Linked DNA regions of Zea mays: region 2 is linked to region 1. Evidence: chromatin contacts called from public Hi-C data. All regions are on one chromosome and are shown on one strand. Each heading gives the region's core, a stretch centred on a gene start, on an enhancer-like site or on the middle of the called end of the contact. The rest is flanking DNA. Distances are from core to core; before and after follow the strand shown. Region 1 has its middle 19 kb from the start of LOC100217208. Region 2 holds the start of LOC100274417.

The links. Hi-C and Micro-C count contacts between places; a contact is called where the count stands out from the background.
Region 2: a contact with region 1 is called in a Hi-C map of tassel, with 2.4 times the contacts expected there. The contact joins the promoter of LOC100274417 here to the enhancer-like site in region 1. A contact is called at or near these places in 3 of 25 Hi-C or Micro-C datasets (ear, leaf and tassel).

What each region holds. Positions count from the first base shown.
Region 1 is chr8:133,523,702-133,528,421 of Zm-B73-REFERENCE-NAM-5.0, reverse strand. No RefSeq gene overlaps it. Among protein-coding and RNA genes, the nearest start is that of LOC100217208, 19 kb to the right of the region's middle. Within about 2 kb of position 3,026, at least 19 of the 20 cell types and tissues checked have an H3K27ac peak or open chromatin away from gene starts, as enhancers often do. A contact at or near this core is called in ear, leaf and tassel, where this site is marked.
Region 2 is chr8:134,096,112-134,101,178 of Zm-B73-REFERENCE-NAM-5.0, reverse strand. LOC100274417 reads right to left here and starts at 1,858. Exons shown (of 1, transcript NM_001360590.1): 1 at 1-1,858. The coding sequence starts at 1,857.

The DNA.
Region 1 (4,720 bases), core at 1,777-4,276:
AGGAGGATATAGAATCATCTGATCCGTAAATGTAGGATGCTACAAGTAAACTTTACAAGTCTTGGGACTTGATTATTGCAAGCAATTGACTTATCCTTTATTTTGGTTTGTGTTTGTTGGTCACTTCTAATGTTTGATAATCATTCTGCGTTACTCCTTTCAAAGTTGTGGGTTAAAATCTTTCATTGCTGCCTGTTTGCTTCTACCCAAAATTTTAGTTGATTTCTGTGGATCATTGCAACTCGAACCATCTCAGTTGATGTCACACCTAGATTTAAAGGTAAATCTAGGTGCGAATGAAATGTGTGCTAAGATCAAGTCTCACACATATGATGACTTATGGTATAAAAATGAATATCACATCTTTACTATATAATAAAAGTTTTGTATAAAATAGTTAAATAATTACATCATATGAAGACAACGATACAACAACAATAGTTAACTGGGAGACGACAGTCTAGACCTCTCACAAACTCATGCGGCATCCTTCATACTCCATCTTGTGGTACTTGTTTTTACCTGGAGGAGGTGAGTACAGCAAGAGTGAGCTCACGTATGTTCATTGCTCAACAATTTGTGGTGAATAATGTGCACAAGCTTACTTACGGTATGGCTCATGTGAAATATGTCTTATAAAAGAAGATGGTTAAAGCTGAGCATTGCTTTTAAATTTAGTTAAAATTTTATTAGCAGTTATTAGGTATAAGTAGATACCAACCCAAATAAATAAGAGATCAATATTAATAATAAAACCCGTAATGCAATGCATATGACAAATTAAGTTTAGTTCCATAAATTACTGATGTGAGGGTCCGAGCCACTCATGACTGTGAGAACAGTTGATATACCAGTTTGCCACTCTGTAGAGGTTGCACATCTTTACCCACAAGTCGTGTTATTCATTGCCACGGTCATGAATCCCATACATCTCTACTGAGGAGACGAGGCAAAGTAGCACTACGAGGCCTTTACAAAGTTCTAATAGCTTCAGAAAACCCACTACGGTTTCTGAGAAGGGCGATATAAGAATCCATCGTCCAAAAAGCCATCGCAGAATGATCGACCCGAGAACTTCCCTATATCGGCAGCTCCTCTACCGTCCTTGCCCCTTTCGAGTAAGGTAGTCCTCCACTAGCTTTCCTAATTAGTCAGCCAAGGGCGTCTCATATCACTCTTGTGGTAGCACTGTTTTCTCGGGTGGTTCTCCATGTTCCAATTAACACAATAATCATATCATAAACAATAATTAAATTAACAACAAAATTGGAACATGATCATAATTCAGTATAACATTAATCCCAAAACCAGGTAGAGCAATAGCAAGTCTACCTAATAGTTCATGTGTCTGCAAGGTGTGGCGTAAATAAAACTAGTGAAACCTATTGGGTCCCATCAAATTAACATGAGCATGTCACAGTGATTAACAGGAACATTATTAGGTAAAGAAGAGTGATCAAGCGTACAACTTGTCTTTGACTTGTGATCCCAAGTACTTCACTAAATTGGTCTTCGGGTTCCTCGTGGCCTCGCTGCTACTCGAAGCAATACATACAAATAAACAAGGAATGCATAAAAATAATAGTACACCAAACATGAGAACAACCAGCGTAAGGATATTCTACGTGTTGCTACGAGATCGTGGGTTCGAGAACCACAAAAATCGGAGCTACATTTAGAAAGATATGATTTTCCAAAGATTTAGGTGATTAAATAATAAAAAATATATTATAAATCATGTGGTAAAGATATTACCAAAAAATAACTTAATTGAACCTTATTCTAAGTTACAACTTGATTTGAGATCATATTCTAGTTAAATTATAATTATGGACATATTAACCTTAATAAGAAGAGGTAGTAAAATAAACATAGGTTAAATATAAAAGTACATGATGTGTTATGAATAATGTTTTACTGCATAGACAATTTTATTACGAATCTAACGCAACTTGAACAGATCAAATCAGAGTTAAAATGAGCAAGATATGCAATAAATAAGATTTAGGATCACTTTATACTAATTTTACTAGATCCAGGGATCAATTTGTAAATTCTAGGGGCCTATACTCAGTTATTTAACACGACAAAGGATGGGGGGTTGAAATCTACAAACTCTTAGGGCTCTTTTACAAAACAGCCGCGCCGAAGGGGGTACAGGTTAATATGAGCCGCTCAGATTTAGATCAATGGCTCAGATTAGACCGTTCATCCAAGTAAACCGGTATGTGCTCGGGATGCTCGGATCTTAAATGAACGACACGGATTTTATGAAGCCTGATCTTTTCCGAGTCCCGCGATCATGATCCAAGGGCTCCGATCAATCCCACCCCATCGAGACCTAACACCTAATCATGGTCGTCTATCTAGGAACCAACGACACATACCCCGTCTTCACTCCCAGACAACCCAAGGCGGCGCCGCCCACCCATCACGGCCATGGTTCGCCGGTGAAGGCATAATGGGCGACCCCCTGTGCAATCTCCCACGTGGTTTAGCGCTCTGCAAGGAGTAGAAAACATCGAAGCTAGTAGTGGCGCCATACGGAGGAATTAGGCTGTGAAAAATACCCGCCCACGGTGGGGGCGGATCTGCGGCGGAGCCTTGTCTCCAGCGAGCAATTGAGTCGGCGATGGTAGCCCTATCCACCCGATGACACCGCAGAAGGTTTGCACATGAACTAGCGTTCATCCCCGACCACGCCACGTGCATAGGACAGCCATGGAATTGTGGGACCATGACGGCGGCACAAAAATCTCCCTTGGCATGCACTTCACGCCCGGGTGATGATGGTGGCTTCGAGTTGTCGACGCAGCCTGATATGGGGTCACGGATCGTAAGTTTTATAAGGTATGGGGAGAGTCTGATACGGGTGGAATCGGATCGAGCGAGTGACCAATCCCGGCGGCTACGGTCTCTCTGTTTGGTTACGACTTCTGCCTTATCGCTAGGTAGGTGACATCTGAGTAGGGGTCCCACCAGCCAGTGCCCGAGACAGAGCATGCGCGCGGGCGAGTCTCTGGCGAGCGTGGCCCACCCGACGGTGGGAGAGGCACTCAGTACCGATGTATGCGCTATGTGAGGTCAGACTGACCGGTGGGGCCCACACATCATTCTTGTGGGGAAAAGAAACGGGGCAGAGAAGTGGCCCGACAAATGTCTGGATGTGAAGCTGGACTGCGCAAGATGGGATGGGGTGAGGTAGCCGGTTGCACGGGTGAGATGGGCCGTGGGGTGGAGAGATGGCCCAGAACAGGCATAAATTCTTTTCTTTTGTCTTAATTTCTTTTTAAGTTCAAATCTAGTTTTGAGATTCACATATTTGAATGCACAACCAAAGATATAGCATGATGCAAAGTATATATATTTTATTTTACTATCATTATTCAACTCTTTTAAGTAAATGCCCCAAATCGTATAAACTTGATAAAAATGCAACACACAATTTAATAATTAGGGTTCCTTTTATTAAATAAAATAAGTATTAACTTCATTGCAAATTAGATGTCTATTACCTTTTTATAAATGACCATGAAGTCCCTATTAGGCCACACTTTTGTATACCTCTTCAAAAAGTATTTCAATGTATAGGTTTCCATGAAAGGAATAATTTAACTCCCTAGAGGCTCTTTTCATTTAATCCCTTGATTCACAACATAAGTATTTTAATCTTGTGGTAAACATCCTAAATTACCTAAAATATGACTTTAGGGTATTATAGTTGATTTCTACTTGGCATTTCTCAAAACAAATTTATGATTAAGTTTTCTGTTCCTTTTTTGTTTTGGACAAATAGATCTCATTCAACCCAAACGCATTTCATGCAAGATATGAAGGTAATCCTAGGTTACCGTCTTGGTTGCCTCATGTTTGTTTACCTTCGATTGCTTTCCAAATTATAACCTGAATTTGTTTCGTGTGTTGAGAGCTGTGAAGGTCTGCTAGCATGTTGTTTGATAGTGTTAGAATTGTATTAGGGTTTGGGAATCTTCCCTATGTATTTTACCCTCTCGCCCCTCTGTAATGGGCCAGGCCTAACACCAAGTCTATTAATACATATCCCCACCCTATTCTAGGGTTAGGGGTTTCAATATGGTACCAGAACCAAACTCATTTTTCTCTCCCTCCCTCCCAGTCGGCGACTGCCTCTTTCTCTCCCTCCCTCCGAGCCGCCAACCTACCCAGCCGCCGGCTTCTCCCCGGCGCCGGCCACCCTGCTCCCATGGCGCACCTCCCCCACACCGGTGCTAACGCTGCCACCAGTCCGGGTGCGAGCGCCGCCACGGCTCTGCCCGCGGACGCCGCCTCCCTGCCCGCGACCCCCTTCCTGGCCACCGCCCACGTCGTCATTCCCCTGAGCGCGGCCCCCTCTATGCCCGCCTCACTAGGCGCGGCCGACCCTCTAGCCGCCGTGCAGACAGCTGGCCTCACCACTGTGATGGCCGCCCTGGGCGCGACCCTATAGGACCTAGGACACCGGCTAGAGGGCATGGTGAATAGACGATTTTAACTAAAAACAAAGACACTAGAGAAATTTAATCAAAACAACAAGAGATATAAATTTCCTAGCTTTGATAGGCTAACAAAATATGATGAGCAATTTATATCAATACTACAAATGATAGGCAATACACAAATCACTAACTACTTGCAAGTAATGAATAAAGAGTGAGAGAATGACACTGAAATTTATCCCGTAGTATCGGTGATTTGCCGATCA
Region 2 (5,067 bases), core at 609-3,108, 570 kb before region 1:
CAAAACGTTCCATGTCACTGTATTTGGATATATACCTTCATATAGCATCTTTAGTAGGTACGTCATGGCATCTACCAGCTTATCTTGATTGCAAAGCTCTGCCATTAGAATAGTGTACACTAGTATGTTACGGTGGCAGTTCACTACATTCATCGCACCTAACATCCAAGCGGCCATCCTGACTTCCCCTTCCTTGCAGTAAGCATGAATTATTGCACTGAAAGTGAATGCATTTGGTTGAATTCCTTGAACTATCATCTTCCCAACAAAAACCATAGCTTCTCTGCTCATTCTCGTTTGACATAGACCACTTACTACAGTGTTGTATGTTACTAAGCTCAACTCAATACCATGACTTTGCATCTCGGTCACCATGTGAAGAGCGTCTCCACAGTTTCCCTCCCTAAACAGACCATGGATCAACTCGTTATAGGTCCTACCATTTGGCACGCATCCATGCCTTCTCATCTCGTGGAACACACCAAGAGCCCTCCCAACTCTTCTGCAGTCGCATAGGCTTCTAATCAACGTGTTGAATGTCACTGTGTTGGGAGGACAGTTTTCCAATAGCATCTTATCAATAAGACTTTTTGCCTGATTAAACATCAGCTTCTTGCAAAACACATCCACCATGTTTGTGTAAACAACAACGTTTGGCTTGCAACCAGATCTTGACATGTCATTCCATATTGATATGGCACCACCTAGGTCCCCGGCTTTGGAGAAACCATCAATTAGAGTGGAGTAGGTCCTCACATTAGGAAAGCAGCCGTGTTGCTCCATGCTGTTGAGTATCGATGATGCTCCCTTGAGATCACCAACGCTGCAAAGTCCACGAATCAGAATGTTGTACGAAACCGTCGACGGTGCCCATCCTTCAGCCACCATCCACCTCCACATGTCTAGTGCGTCATGCACCCTTCCATCATCGAATAGTCCTCTGACTAATGCAGTGAATGTCACAACATTTGGAGTGCACCCGGTGATCACCATCCTTGCCAGAATGGCACACGCCATCCTCAGCTCCCCAGCCTTGCAGAACGCATCGACTATAGTTGTGTACGTGATGACATTAGGCTGCAATCCCCTCCCCACCATGTCGCTGACAACTGAGAACACCTCCTGCATCCTGAACTCTCTGCAGAGAGCTAGAACGATGGCATTGTAGGAGGCAGCCACAGGCGGCATGGCAGCCAACACCTCTGTGGCCTCGTCCAGCCTGTCAAGCTTGCACAGCACTGAGACAATGGTGGCATACGTCACGTCGTCCGGGGGACACCCCTTCCTGGCCATTTCGTCGAGCATTTTGCGCGCGGCCCCGACCCGGTTGTTCTGGCACAGCGCCCTGACAAGCAGGTTGTAGGTGAACACGTTAGGATGCACACCGTCTTTCCTCATGTTGTCGTACACCAGCACGACGGCACCCACCATGTTCTCCCGCAGCAGCGCGTCGATGAGGTGGTTGTAGAGCCGCGGCTCGGTGGGGCGCGCGCAGCCAAGGTCGTGCACGGCGCGGTAGAACGTCTTGAGCGCGCGGTCGGGCGCCCCCGCGCGAGCGAAGGCGCCGACGGCGGCGACGAGGGCACCCTCGGTGCACGGGACTCCCCTCAGCCGCATCTCCTGCAGCGCCAGCTGCACGCCATCCACGTCGCCCGCCGCCGCCAGCCGCCTGACGGCCGCCTCGTGGGCTCTCGCCGCGTCCCCGGTGCCCGGCGCGGGAGGCGGCCCCGCTCCGCAAAGAGGATCCCCCGCATAATTCTTCCGCGGGAGTGTAGTGCTCGCCCCCGCCGTGGAGAAACAGTGGATGCGGGGGCGGCGAAGGCGCCGGAGGAGGAAGCAGCATTTTATCGAACACATGGCGCTCAGGTGAAGCGCGTTCGAATGCATAAGGGGCCACGAATGTCGAGAAGATGATGCTATTCGGTTTGGGCCGTGGATTTGAGGCCCTGATGCCACAAATGGTTGCGCGGGCCCAAGAAAAAGAAACAAATGCCGGCCCTGTTTATTTGAATGCGCTAGAGTTAAGTTGATTGCTAAAATTAGCTACAAACATCAAAAGAACCCAACTAATAATTTAGCTATTAGCTGATTTTTGTTGGAGATATTTAAACGCTCCTATCTAATAGTTTGTCTAACTATTAGCTACACCCTCAACTACCTATTAGTTATTAGTTGGTTCAACTCGGCTAAAATAGAAAATATTTATTAGTCAACTAGTAGCAACTTTTTGTCACCTAACTATTAACTCTACTGCATTCAAACGGGGTCTTACTCTCACAATGACATATTTTCACTAGATGGAAAATATCTCTAGTCTACTGGTTAAAGAGCCTTAGTCCCTATTTGAAAGCACTAGACCTAATAGTTAGTTGGCTAAAAACATAAGTGAAATTTGTTGGCTAACAATTAGTTGAGTTAAACTAGCTAATAAACTAATGGATAATTGAGGGGCAGCTAATAGTTAGTTGGACTAATAGCTAAATGTGTTTAGATGTCTACAACTAAAAATAGCTAATAGATGAACTATTAGTTAGGGTGTTTAGATGTCTCAGCTAATTTTAGCAGCTAACTATTAGCTCTAGTGTATTTAAATAGATCCTTAGTAGCATTTTACATTAGAGTTTTGACTCTCGTGAGAGAATATTTGAGGATTTAACGACGTGTTTGACTCCATGTGAGAGCGAATATTACAAGTTTTAATGACGTTGTATTTTAGTATAAAGTTATTGTTATAGCTTTACATAATGATTTTCTATAATTAATTTATAGCTACATGTCACGTACCTAGAAACATGGTGCCCGAAGAAGACCTCCCAAAGACGGCCCACTAACCGATCAACCCGTCTGCCGAGCGAATCGGCGAGGTGGCCCAAAAGGCCGACCGACTAACCTATCCACCGAGCAAATCAGCGAGGCGGAATTGCCAACCAACCCGCCTGCCGAGCAAGTCGGTGAGGCGGAGTTGTCGACCAACCTGCTTGCCGAGCAACATGGCGAGGCAGAATTGCTGACCATCCGCCAGTTGAGAAACTCGGCGAAACGGAATTGCCGACCAACCCTCTAGCAAGCAGACCCACAGGGGAAAGGGGGCTAACCCAGTAACACTGAGCAACGTCAGCACAACAACACAGACCATCACCAAACCACGTCCGGGTCATGGGAACTATGTCGAAGGGACCTCTGTTAAACAAGACCCTCTGCTGGGGGACTGCTTCGTCGCCGAAGGTCCTTTAAGAAGAAACACCTTCGGAAGATCAGCACATAAGCAAGTACAAGCGCAAAGGTACACGCCGAAGCTACCATCTAGGGAGCTTCGGCATAGCGACATGCCTTGAGACGAAGGGCTGTACCGAGTTAAAGAGGAAAAGACCAATCGGTCCATGATAATTTGTGTCATGATTGTAACTAGTTGTCGAGGACATAAATGTAATTTTGACCGGGCTGCGTCCTGTGCCTATAAATAGGTGAACAGTACCCTCGTACTGTTCACGCTGGCCTGTACTCGCTTGTGCGTCACGCTTGAACCTTTTGCCTTCTGTCGAGCCGAAGGTACAAATATAATTCAATACTATTCTTATTCATCTATAATGATATAATAAAGATCTATTAATAATGTCATATGATTATTCATGTTATTTCTCATGTTTCATATGCTTCGTCTTTCATCAACGTATACTGTGATGATGAAGCATTTGAGAACAAGTCCCCAACATTGGCTCCCACCTCCGGTGAACTCACTTCCACTCTTGAGCTGATGGCTTCGTTCAACAACCAAGTCGTAGCACCTTCGGCTACGAAGCTGGTGCTCCCGATAACAGGCGGCTCAAGTTCAGAGCCGGCTAACAAGAAGCAGAAGAAGTAAGCGCAGAGAAGGGTGCAACATGTTGGGGTGTAGGGACCCTTCATCAAGTCAAAATGGTCCCACATCCCAATCACCTTCTCTCAGGAGGACCTTCAGCTCAAAGATTACTCTCACAATGATGCTATGGTCATATCTTGTGTCATCAAGGGATTTCTGGTCCATAATGTTCTAGTCGATACAGCCAGTGCAGCGGATATCATATTTGCTAAGGCCTTCAGATAGATGCAAGAGCCAGAAGACAAGATTCATGATGCTACACGCCCCTTTGTGGCTTTGGAGGGAGGCAGATTGTAGCACTCGGCAAAATCACAATGCCAGTGACCTTCAGTTTCGTCCACAACACAAGGACTGAACATGTTGTCTTTGACATTGTTGACATGGAGTACCCCTATAATGCATTCGAGGGACACTCAATGCCTTCGAAGCAATACTTCATCCAGCATATTTATGCATGAAGATATCTTCGGAACAAGGGCCCATTGTTGTCCATGGGAGACAAGAAGCTGCCAGAAGAGCCGAAGGAAACTGGACAGATTCAAAGGCAATTCATAATATAGATGAAGCCGAAGCCTGTCAGTAGTATAAATACAAAAGAGAGAAGCTATTTTGGCGGATTAGCCGAAGTCTATGCTCCTATGCGAAGACATAGCAGAACAAAGGGTACTGCTGGGGTCTCAGTTGTCTGAAGAGCAAGAGAAGATTTTGCTAAGATTTTTATTCAACAACAAAGATGTCTTTGCTTGGTCAGCCAATGATCTCCGTGGTGTCAACAGAGATGTCATTGAACATTCACTCAATGTGGATCCATCTTTCAGGCCAAGAAAACAAAGGCTTCGAAAGATGTCTGAAGACAAAGCTGAAGGTGCTCGGAACAAAGTGAAGAGACTTCTTAGTGCTGGTGTCATCAGAGAAGTGAAATACCCAGAATGGCTAGCCAACACTGTTATGGTGAAGAAGGCCAATGGTAAATGGAGAATGTGCACTGACTTCACAGATCTCAACAAGGCTTGTCCAAAGAACGAGTTCCCATTGCCAAGAATAGACTCTTTAGTAGATGCAACAGCTTCTTCAGAGCTCATGAGTCTGTTGGATTGTTACTCAGGCTACCATCAAATTTGGATGAAGAAGGAAGACGAGCCGAAGACTAGCTTCATAACCCCCAGTGGCACCTATTGCTATCTTCGGATGCCTGAGGGGCTCAAGAA